Regions from separate parts of the Macaca mulatta genome. Here region 1 is linked to region 2. Evidence: chromatin contacts called from public Hi-C data. All regions are on one chromosome and are shown on one strand. The core of a region is the stretch at or near the end of the contact, and the rest is flanking DNA. Distances in the headings are between cores, read along the strand shown.

Region 1 (5,064 bases), core at 1,563-4,062, 88 kb before region 2:
TGATCAATGGTGCACTAAACAACACTTTGCTAGGAATTTGTTAAGGCAAAAGGACCCTTCCCCCAGTGAATGCAAACTATCTAAGAATGAATTTTTAAAAGTTTAATATTTTAAAATATTTTGGTAGAGACAGAGTCTCACTATGTTGCCCAGGCTGGCCTCTAACTCCTGGGCTCAAGGGATCCACCTTCCACTTCCCAAAGTGTTGGGATTACAAACATGAGCCACAGAGCACCCGCCTGAATGACATTTAAATACCAACATATTAAAGCATGAAAAACACTGAGTTAACTAACATCTATGTGATAGCTCTGCTAACACCTTACTTGAAAAGTCTAAGTCAGAAATGGCACATTTCAGTAGTAACTGCAAGGGCATACTTAGTAAATGAGCGATCATTACATAGGTGTTCAGTGTTTGACAGTTCCTTTAAACCAAAAGAGAAAATTACATAGCTTCAGGGTGATACAGAACTCACATATCTAATAGTAACTAACATGTTTTTGAAAAATCTCCTTAAAACAAGCAACAAGATCACTGAGTATTTACACTGAAAATACTGTTTTCTCCTGAGACATCATATGACCTATACAGGAATTTATCTACAATCTCATTTCAATAACCTGATAAGAATAATGCATCTATATATGTGGCTTAGCAGTATTAAAAAGCTTGACTCAGTTCAAGTTATAAATTTAAATTTCATCCACTAGACTGTGATCTCAAATAAGTTAACTTCTCTTTTGCAGATGTAAAAACCCAGGCTGAGATGAAATAAGGGTGATTCAATCACACTCGCCTAACTTGAAACGTAGGAAATGTATCAGTGAATTACTGTGAAATACTTTTTATTCGCCAGGCACCGTGGCTCACGCCTGTAATCCTAGCACTTTGGGAAGCCAAGGTGGGCGGATTGCCTGAGCTCAGGAGTTCGAGATCAGCCTGGGCAACATGGTGAAACCCATCTCTACTAAAATACAACAACAAAAAAAAATTAGCCGGGCGTGGCAGCGTGCACCTGTAGTCCCAGCTACTTGGGAGGTTGAGGCAGGAGAATTGCTTGAATCCAGGAGGCGTAGGTTGCAGTGAGTCGAAGGTTGCAGTGAGCCGAGACCGTGCCACTGCACTCCAGCCTGGAGACAGAGCCAGACTCCGTCTCAAAAAATAATAATAATAATAAAAATTAAAACAAAGAAATACTTTTCATTCAAGCATGCTAGACTGCAAACATGCTTTTAGAATAAAAGTGACTAGATTACTAGTACTTAGAGGGTTCATATTTTTCAAACTTGAAAGTTAGGCTGTATGACAACTTAGGTATTTGACAAGTATTCTAGGGAAGGGTGGAAGTGAATATTTAAAATTCAACTATCCCCAGAAAAACCCAATACATGAAGTCATTACAAGTATTTTTTACAATCAGTCAGCAAAGATCATTACTGTACAAACACCTCAAAGTTAAGGTCACTAAGAAAGCACTAACTCCTCTCCTCGGTTAACGAATAAAGCAGCCCAACTCTCCTTTCTACCTACCTCAGATTAATATTTTTCTCCATGGACAGATTTCCATGCTCAGGGATATGTAATAGGGGAGGATAAAAAAAAAAAAAAACACCACACAAGTGTCAGTGAGTACCAAAAAGCTAAGTGTTCAGCACAGGAAGGGAATCCACAAATGAGAAAACATTTGACAGCTCCCGCCTCCCAAAAGCCATTTAATCTGCCTCATAAACATTACTGCTGAAGCACACTCTGAGCGAGTGTTTCGATGGATCTCCTACACCAAGTCTCCTAACCGGGAAACAATCAACTGAATCGTCCCGACTCTTTCAGGCAATCAGGAAGCCCGGGAGAATTATTAGACGCTGACGTCCGCAGGCCCAGGAGCTGAGAAAAGGGTAAACAGTACACTCGCAGGTAGGCTGAAAAAAACAAAACAACAACAAACACACACACACACACGCGCGCGCGGAAAATTGGGAAAGAAGTTGGTTGGAAGGTTAGAGAGAGGCGAGGCCGATGTCTGGTTCCGACAGGACGGCACTGCAGGGGCAGGCAGCGATTAACTGGGCATTTGGAAATGCTGAGAGTTATCTGAGAGACCTGACACGGGTACAAGACACAAGAACGCTGGTACGTGGCTCAGAGAAGACACGCGGGGGTGGGGCCAGCCGCGCTAAACCCCAGGCTCCCTGAATGAGCCCTCAAAGATCGCAGCCTGAGAAAGTCAAAGGTTCAAGGAGGCCCGTACCCGCGGGGCAACGCCACTACCCGGAACACCGCTGCGCGCGGAACCTCCCGGTCCGAGGCCTCGGGGTCGGCCCTCCAGAAGTCGGAGCAGCCCCTGGGGCTCCCGGCCCCTCCTGGCCCAGCCTCTCTGTCCTCTCTTCTCAACACCCACAGCCTGGGACCGGACCCCTGAAACTGAAAGGAAGCTTCCGGTCGAGCGCCCGCGCCAGCGGCGGGGCAAAAGCAGCAATATGCTCTAAGTGCCGCCAGTGACACTCACCGGCCCGAAACCTCGAATGAAACCAGCAGCTCCGGGGGCGGCGGCAGCAGTGGCAGCAGGAACCGAACATCCAAAATGGCGGCTCCCTCGGCCTCACCACTGCTACTGCAGGCGGAGGGATCCTAAGGAAGAAGAGAGTTTTTAACTAACTTCACACACTATTGAGGAAACTTCGATCCCTGGCCTCCTCGTCTAGTCGCTTCCGTGTCCCTGCACTGCAACTTCTCGTGCCTCTCCTCTCGGATTAACCAAGAACTCGGACCCTGCCGAGGACTATTTGCCAAGGAGGAGGCGACTGCTTCTGGCAGAGCGACGCAAAGCGTAGCAAGGGTCAGGGCTGTCACTGATGACGCGAGACGCTGCTGCCGAGTCACCGCTGCGAAGAGTCTGAGCGAGAAAGATCCGGCCGACCCCAGAGCGGACAGACATTGGTTCCGCTTGGCGGGAGGCGGGGGAGGGGCTGGGCTACCAGGAAGCGGTGGGGCCACCTGGAGGAGGCGGAGCTAGGTCAGGTAGTCCAGGAAGTGGGAGCAGGCGAGGCAGGTGGGGGCGGAGAAGATAGCAGAGATGAAATGGTGTTCATCCACGGGCATCCCAAACTCTTTGCTGTCTCCTGTAAGATTTTTGCTTTCTTTTTAACTGAAGGAGCATGCTCCAGGTGGTATTCTATGGTTTTATGGTGTCTTTGCAACATATTTTACGAAGAGTTAAGAGGATGACTCACAAGAATGGATTCCACGCCCAGTACCGCGGTTCATGCACAGCTCAAGTCACTTAAACTCCAGGGATTCCGTTTCCTCGTATGTAGAAAGAAGACTTGGACTCATGTTAGCTGAAACCCTTACGGAATGGGCTTTCGGTCTATGACTCCATGAATTAATGACCAGGGCCAAAGAAAGTCTAACCAGACAGTTCCTAACCTGATAAATAATTACTAACATATGACGCGAGTCTTTTCCGTGTGAACGTAAAGGGGGCCTGATACCTTGGCCTGTTTAAAGTAAAGGTGACCTACCTAGACCAAAATCCTTCCGCTAGATTGGCAACAAAGTACAATACAACACAGCACCAGGCTGGGTGCCAAACAGAACAGAACCAACTGCACAATTTTTTTTTTTTTTTTTTTTTTTTTTTTTTTTTTTTTTAGACAGTCTCGCTCTGTTGCCCAGGCTGGAGTGCAGGTGCGGCATCCCGGCTCACTGCAACCTTTGCCTCCCGGGGTCAAGCAATTTCTCGTGCTTCAGCCTCCCAAGTAGCTGGGATTACAGGCTCCCACCACCGCAGCCGGCTAATATTTGCATTTTTAATACAGAGAGCGTTTCGCTATGTTGGCCAGGCTGGTCTTGAACTCCTGACCTCAGGTGATCCGCCTGCCTCGGGCTCCCAAAGTGTGGAGATGACAGGTGTGAGCCACCAGCCTGCCCAGAACTAACCACAAATCTTGAGTTTAGGACCTGGGTGTCATAGAGAGAAGGTTGCACCTTTTTCCTTAGTCATTTTCATGCACGGATTCAAAATACTTTACAAAAATTGCTCTAAGTAGGCCGGCGCAATGGCTCGCGCCTGTAATCCCAGCACTTTGGGAGGCTGAGGCGGGCGGATCTCCCAAGGTCGGAAGGTCGAGACCAGCCTGGCCAACATGGTGAAACTCCATCTCTACTAAAAATACAAAATTAGCCAGGCATGGTGGTGGGCACTTGTAAACCCAGCTACTTGGAAGGCTGAGGCAGGAGAGTCGCTTGAACCCCGGAGGCAGGGGTTGCAGTTAGCCAAGCCTGGGCGACAGAGTGAGACCCTGTCTCAAAAACACACGAAAAAAGTTGAACCAAGCAGGCCCATCTGTACAATTTTGTCCCTGAACTACGGGGGCATGCCAAGTGGCTGGAAAGAAATGAGGCCATGGGTGCGATAATAATTATCATTTTTATTATTAAATATTGATATCACATTGTTCATGAGGCACTTTCATGTGTGTAATCTAATCTGATCCTCTGGACAACCTCCTGAGTCAGGCTAGTCAAACATAAGTAACTTAGCTTTACAAATAAGGAGAAACAGGCTCCAAGAAACTGACTTGGCTAAAAGACACATCCTCTCCCCTCTTCCACTGGGGTTCTGTTAAAGAGTGCCTTTTTTTTTTTTTTTTTTTTTTTTTTTGAGGCGGAGTCTCACTCTGTCGCCCAGGCTGGAGTGCAGTGGCCGGATCTTGGCTCGCTACAAGCTCCGCCTCCCGGGTTCCCGCCATTTTCCTGCCTGAGCCTCCCGAATAGCTGGGACTACAGGTCCCCGCTACCGTGCCCGACTATTTTTTGTATTTTTAGTAGAGATGGGGTTTCACCGTGTTAGCCAAGGTGGTCTCGATCTCCTGACCTCATGATCCACCCACCTCGGCCTCCCAAAGTGCTGGGATTACAGGCGTGAGGCACCGTGCCCGGCCTTTTTTTTTTTTTTTTTTTTTTTTTTTTTGAGACAGAGTTTCCTCTTGTTGCCCAAGCTGGAGTGTAATGATGTGATCTCGGCTCACTGTAGCCTCCGCCTCCTGGGTTCAAGCGATT
Region 2 (5,112 bases), core at 1,574-4,073:
AGTCTTGCTCTGTCACCCAGGCTGAAGTGCAATGGCATGATCTTGGCACACTGCAACCTCTGCCTCCTGGGTTCAAGCGATTCTCCTGCTTCAGCCTCCAAGTAGCTGGGATTATGGGCGCCCGCCACCACGCCCTGCTAATTTTTTATATTTTTAGTAGAGACAGGGTTTCACCATGTTGGCCAGGTTGGTAACGAACTCCTAACCTCAAGTGATTCACCCACCTCGGCCTCCCAAAGTGCTGGGATTACAGCTATGAGCCACAGTGCCCAGCCTTTTTTTTTTTTCTTTCTTTAGATGGAGTCTGGCTCTGTCACCCAGGCTGGAGTGCAGTGGCGCAATCTTGGCTCACTGCAATCTCTACCTCCTGGGTTCATGCCATTCTCCTGCCTCAGCCTCCTGAGTAGCTGGGACTATAGGCACCAGCCACAATGCCCAGCTAATTTTTTTTTTTTTTTTTTGTATTTTTAGTAGAGACGGGGTTTCACTGTGTTAGCCAGGGTCGTCTCCATCTCCTGACCTCATGATCTTCCCGGCTTGGCCTCCCAAAGTGCTAGAATTACAGGCATGAGCCACCGCATCCAGCCAATTTTTTGTATTTTTAGTAGAGATGAGGTTTCACCATGTGGCCAGGCTGCTCTCGAACTCAGATGATTCCCCCACCTTGGCCTCCCAAAGTGCTAGGATTACAGGCGTGAGCCACCACGCCTGGTCCACTTTTGTTTTTCTTTTCTTTTTTTTTTTTTTTTGAGACAGGGTCTCACTCTGCTGCACAGGCTGGAGTGCAGTGGCAGAATCTCAGATAACTGAAAGCTTCGCCTCCCAGGTTCAAGCGATTTTCCTGCCTCAGCCTCCCAAGTAGCTGGGATTACACGTGTGTTGCCACCACATCCAGCAAATTTTTGTATTTTTAGTAGAGACAGTTTCACCATGTTGGCCAGGCTGGTCTCGAACTTCTTACCTCAGGTAATCCACCCGCCTCGGCCTCCCAAAGTGCTGAGATTACAGGCATAAGCCACCACGCCCAGCCAAAAATATCCGCACTTTTTTTTTTTTGAGACGAGTCTTGCTCTATGGCGCAGGCTAGATTGCAATGGCGAGATCTCGGCTCACTGCAACCTCCGCCTCCTGGGTTCAAGCGATTCTCCTGCCTCAGCCTCTGGAGTAGCTGGGATTACAGGTGTTTGCCAACACGCCCAGCTAATTTTTTTTTTTTTTTCGTATTTTTTTTCAGTAAAGACGAGGTTTCGCCATGTTGGCCAGGCTAGTCTTGAACTCCTGACCCCAGGTGATCCACCTGCCTCAGCCTCCCCTAGTGCTGGGATTACAGGCGTGTGCCACCGCGCCCGGCATGGAACCTGGTTTTATCTTGAAATGTTGCAAATGGTTATAAAGATACAGTATTTCCAAATTCATATCAACATCTTATGGTAACGGCTAGCTCCTACTTGTCATATGACTGCCCCGGTTCAAGAGTCAGATGCAGCCTCTACAGCAGGAAGCAAATGACTTCCTTCTAGAGGCTCATTTCTTTTTCTTCCCCCCACCTTTTTTTTTTTTTTTTTTTTTTTTTTTTTTTTTTTTTTTTTTTGAGACGGAGTTTCGCTCTTCTTGCCCAGTCTGGAGTGCAATCACGCGATCTCGACTCATTGTAACCTCCGCCTCCCGGGTTCAAGTGATTCTCCTGCCTCAGCCTCCGCAGTAGCTGAGATTACAGGTATGCGGCCACCACGGGTAATTTTGTATTTTTAGTAGAGACGGGGTGTCTCCATGTTGGCCAGGCTGGTCTCGAACTCCCAACCTCAGGTGATACACCTGCCTCGGCCTTCCAAAATGCTGAGATTACAGGCGTGAGCCACCGCACCTGGCCTTTTTTTTTTTTTTTTTCTGTAGCCCAGACTAGAGCACTGTGACGTGATCACGGTTTACTGCAGCATCGAACTTCTGGGCTCAAGCGATCTTCCTGCCTCAGCCTCCCGAGTAGCTGGGACCACAGGTGCGCATTGCTGCTTCCCTAATTTTTAACTTTTTTTTTTTTTTTTTTTTTTAAGCAATGGGGTCTCACCACGGTGCCCTGGCTGGTCTGCAACTTCCGGGCTCAAGAGATCCTCCCGCCCCGCCTCTCAAAGTGCTGGGAAGGCCCCTTCCAAACTTAAGTAGAGATAAGTTGAAAGGTAACCAAAGAAAAAGTTTTCTTTGAATACCGAGATAAATTAGGGAAATCGCCAGAGAATGTGGTGCTGGGGGAACACTACTAAATTACACCACACAGACCGGAGCGATGCTGGTTGAAAGGGCAACCGGACGGCTTAAAAGCGGGGCGGGGGAACGCGAAAAGCCAGTAGAGGGACTCGGAGGCTCTGGGTGAAGAGTCAGGGATACGCAGGCTTCGAAACCCGCCCGGCCGCTCCACCCAGGGCGAAAGTCCAGCGAAGGGCGGCAACAAATCTCAGGGAGCAACTCCCGGCGTCACAGAGGCAGTACTGGGAGCAGGTTATGGAAGAATCCGGAACCAAGGCACTGGGCGCGGTGAGGCCATAAGCGCAGAGTCCGAGAACCAGCAGCCATTGCTGGCCTCACCTCGCCCAGAGCGAAATTAAGGGCACGGCCCAACAGCTGACTCAGTCGGCGTGTCGCGTCTGCCATCGTCTCCCGTGCCTCCGCCACGGGAAGTAGTCCCCAGCCGCGCCAACTCCAAAGGAAACCAAGGGAAGGTGCCCCGAGTCAGCGCGTGGGTCCCGGCAGCGGCGATCGCGCAGCCAATCCCTAGAAAGGAGGGCGTGGCTATCTCGGCCCCGTGGATCCCTCCGCTCGTGCTTGCTGCTCTCAGGCCGAGGAGCCGCCATTTTGGATGCTGAACCCAGATTCTGAAGTCGGTGTTTGCTGCATTCACGGCAGGATTCGGTTAGGTGAGTGTGGCATCCTCGGCGTCAGAGGTCTCCTCTTCCTCTTCCCTTTGCGCTCCGGATTTAGCGGTCTCTAGCGCTAGGGCCCGGGATTCAAACGACTTCGGAGGGGGCAGCTGAGGAGAAAGGGAAGGATCGTGGGAGTGGGGGTCAGACCGGGGGTCAGGCCCTCGAGGGCCCGCGGCGTAGGAGGCTGCCCATGCCTGGGTGGGTGGGCGTGGCAGGACCGCGAGCGGCTCGGAGGCCGCTAGTCCTGGATACCCGAAGCCGCTTAACTTTCCGTAGTACTCTTGCCCCGAGGTGTATCTTCCCTGGGGCGGAAATACCGCGGCCTCGGCGAGGGCTCCTCGGCGACACCCCTACCCCGTCTTTTCTGGCCTGGAGAGACTTCGGGAAGGTCGGGGCCTCCAGTGCTGCGAGAGGCAGATGCCCCTGAATCCCGGACGCTTCCAGTGGGCGGGGTGGCTTCCTGGGCTTGTTCCTGGGCTGGGGGGCCGGACTTGGGTCCACTTTGGCCGGAGAAAATTACATTTTCTTTCATTGAAGCAAGGAGCGGCCTCTGCCCGCTTTCTCGGATCCCTGCTTGTGTGGTGAGAGATCTTGGGAGGATCCTTGCGCCTCTCCTGTTTGTTTTTGTCGGCGCTCCTCTTTCGGGGTGCTGGAGGTGAGCTCTTGGAACTCAACAGCGTAAACTTTGAGGAGGGTCGGGACTCAGGAGCTGTAGGTTTAATTACAAAAGACACAGTAGCTTCACTCTCTGTCGTAGTAAACTTAAAGTCTGGTCTTAAACAGATCTTTAGGGGAAACTTGAATTTTAAAATTATACGTAATATTTTAACTATTATGGAAAATTTCAAGCAGACAGGAGTACAGTGAATCCTCATCCAGCTTCAAACACGATCAACTCTTGCCTAATCTTGTTTTATCTATACCCCTCCTATGTCTGTATTTTCTAATTTAACAAAATAATAGTTGAAATATATATGTATATATTTCCCTTTCCTTTCCCAGTAGAAGCCTTTTGGCTTTTGTACCTACAAGTCAATAGTTTGTGGGAAATTTGCTTCCTAAGAACTTCTGGGATAGGAGGACTTGATAATAGTCATTAGAAGATAAAAGTGGCCAGATGTGGTGGCTCAGCCCTGTAATCCCAGCACTTGGGGAGGGCTAGATGGGAGGATCACTTGAGCTTAGGAGTTGGAGACCAGCGTGGGCAACATAGCAAAACCCCTACAAAAGTAAAAAAAATAGCCAGGCGTTGAGGCCCGGATCTATAGTTTGGGAGGCTGAGGTAGGAGGATTGCTTGAGCCTGCGAGGTGGAGGCTACAGTGAGTCGGTAATTGCGCCGTTGCATTCCAGTCTGGAGGACCTTGTCTTTAAAAAAAAAAAAAAAAGAAAGAAATTAAAACACTTCCTTTGTTTTGTTTTGTTTTGTTTTGTTTTGGAAACGGGGGGTTCTCACTTTATTTCCCAGGCTGGAGTGCAGCAGTGCACTCCCTGCAGCCTTGACCTCCAGGACTCAAGTGATCCTCCCGCCTCAGTCTCGGGAGTAGTAGCTGACACTACAGGCCCACACCTGGCTTTTTTTTTTTTTGGGTCGAGGTGGGGAGGGGAGAGATGGAGTTTATTTTTTTTATTTTTATTTTTTATGTTTTTGAGACTGAGTCTCGCTCAATCGCCCAGGCTGGAGTGCAGTGGCACGATCTGGGCTCACTGCAAGTTCTGCCTCCCGGGTTCACACCATTCTCCTGCCTTAGCCTCCTGAGTAGCTGGGACTACAGGCGCCCACCACCACGCCCGGCTAATTTTTTGTATTTTTAGTAGAGACGGGGTTTCACCGTGTTAGCCAGGATGGTCTCGATCTCCTGACCTCGTGATCCACCCTCCTCAGCCTCCCAAAGTGCTGGGATTGCAGGCGTGAGCTACCGCGCCCGGCCAAGATGGAGTTTCTTAATGTTGCCCAGGCTGGTCTTGAACTCATGGGCTCAAGTGATCCTCCCAAAGTGCTGGGATTAGAAGTATTTTGAATCTCCAGTGTTAGTGTTACATTTTAAAGTCATCCAGTTTTGTATATCTTATTTTTAAAATAGTGTTATTATTTTGTCCAAATAATTTTTCATTCTCTTTGTTCCTATGTCACTGACTTTTAAATTATTAGGAGCTCCAGAATCTCTGTCTCTAGCTTTTTTGATTTAAGCTCTGGTT

The links. A called contact is a pair of places that touch in the nucleus more often than the background predicts.
Region 1: a contact with region 2 is called in a Hi-C map of CD4 T cells, with 4 times the contacts expected there. The contact joins the promoter of AP1G1 here to the promoter of IST1 in region 2. A contact is called at or near these places in 4 of 14 Hi-C or Micro-C datasets (CD4 T cells, blood, fetal cortical plate and 1 more).

Annotation. Positions count from the first base shown.
Region 1 is chr20:68,066,646-68,071,709 of T2T-MMU8v2.0, reverse strand. It overlaps AP1G1 (adaptor related protein complex 1 subunit gamma 1), which reads right to left and starts at 2,812. Exons shown (of 22, transcript XM_077984503.1): 1 at 2,510-2,812. It overlaps LOC144338327, which reads right to left and starts at 2,560. Exons shown (of 3, transcript XM_077987055.1): 1 at 2,510-2,560.
Region 2 is chr20:67,978,899-67,984,010 of T2T-MMU8v2.0, reverse strand. IST1 (IST1 factor associated with ESCRT-III) reads left to right here and starts at 2,823. Exons shown (of 11, transcript XM_077984559.1): 1 at 2,823-2,909. LOC144337700 (a long non-coding RNA gene) reads left to right here. Exons shown (of 4, transcript XR_013411133.1): 4 at 1,595-1,725. LOC144337697 (a long non-coding RNA gene) reads left to right here and starts at 4,449. Exons shown (of 3, transcript XR_013411128.1): 1 at 4,449-4,672; 2 at 4,809-5,112. It also overlaps a transcript of ZNF821 not described here.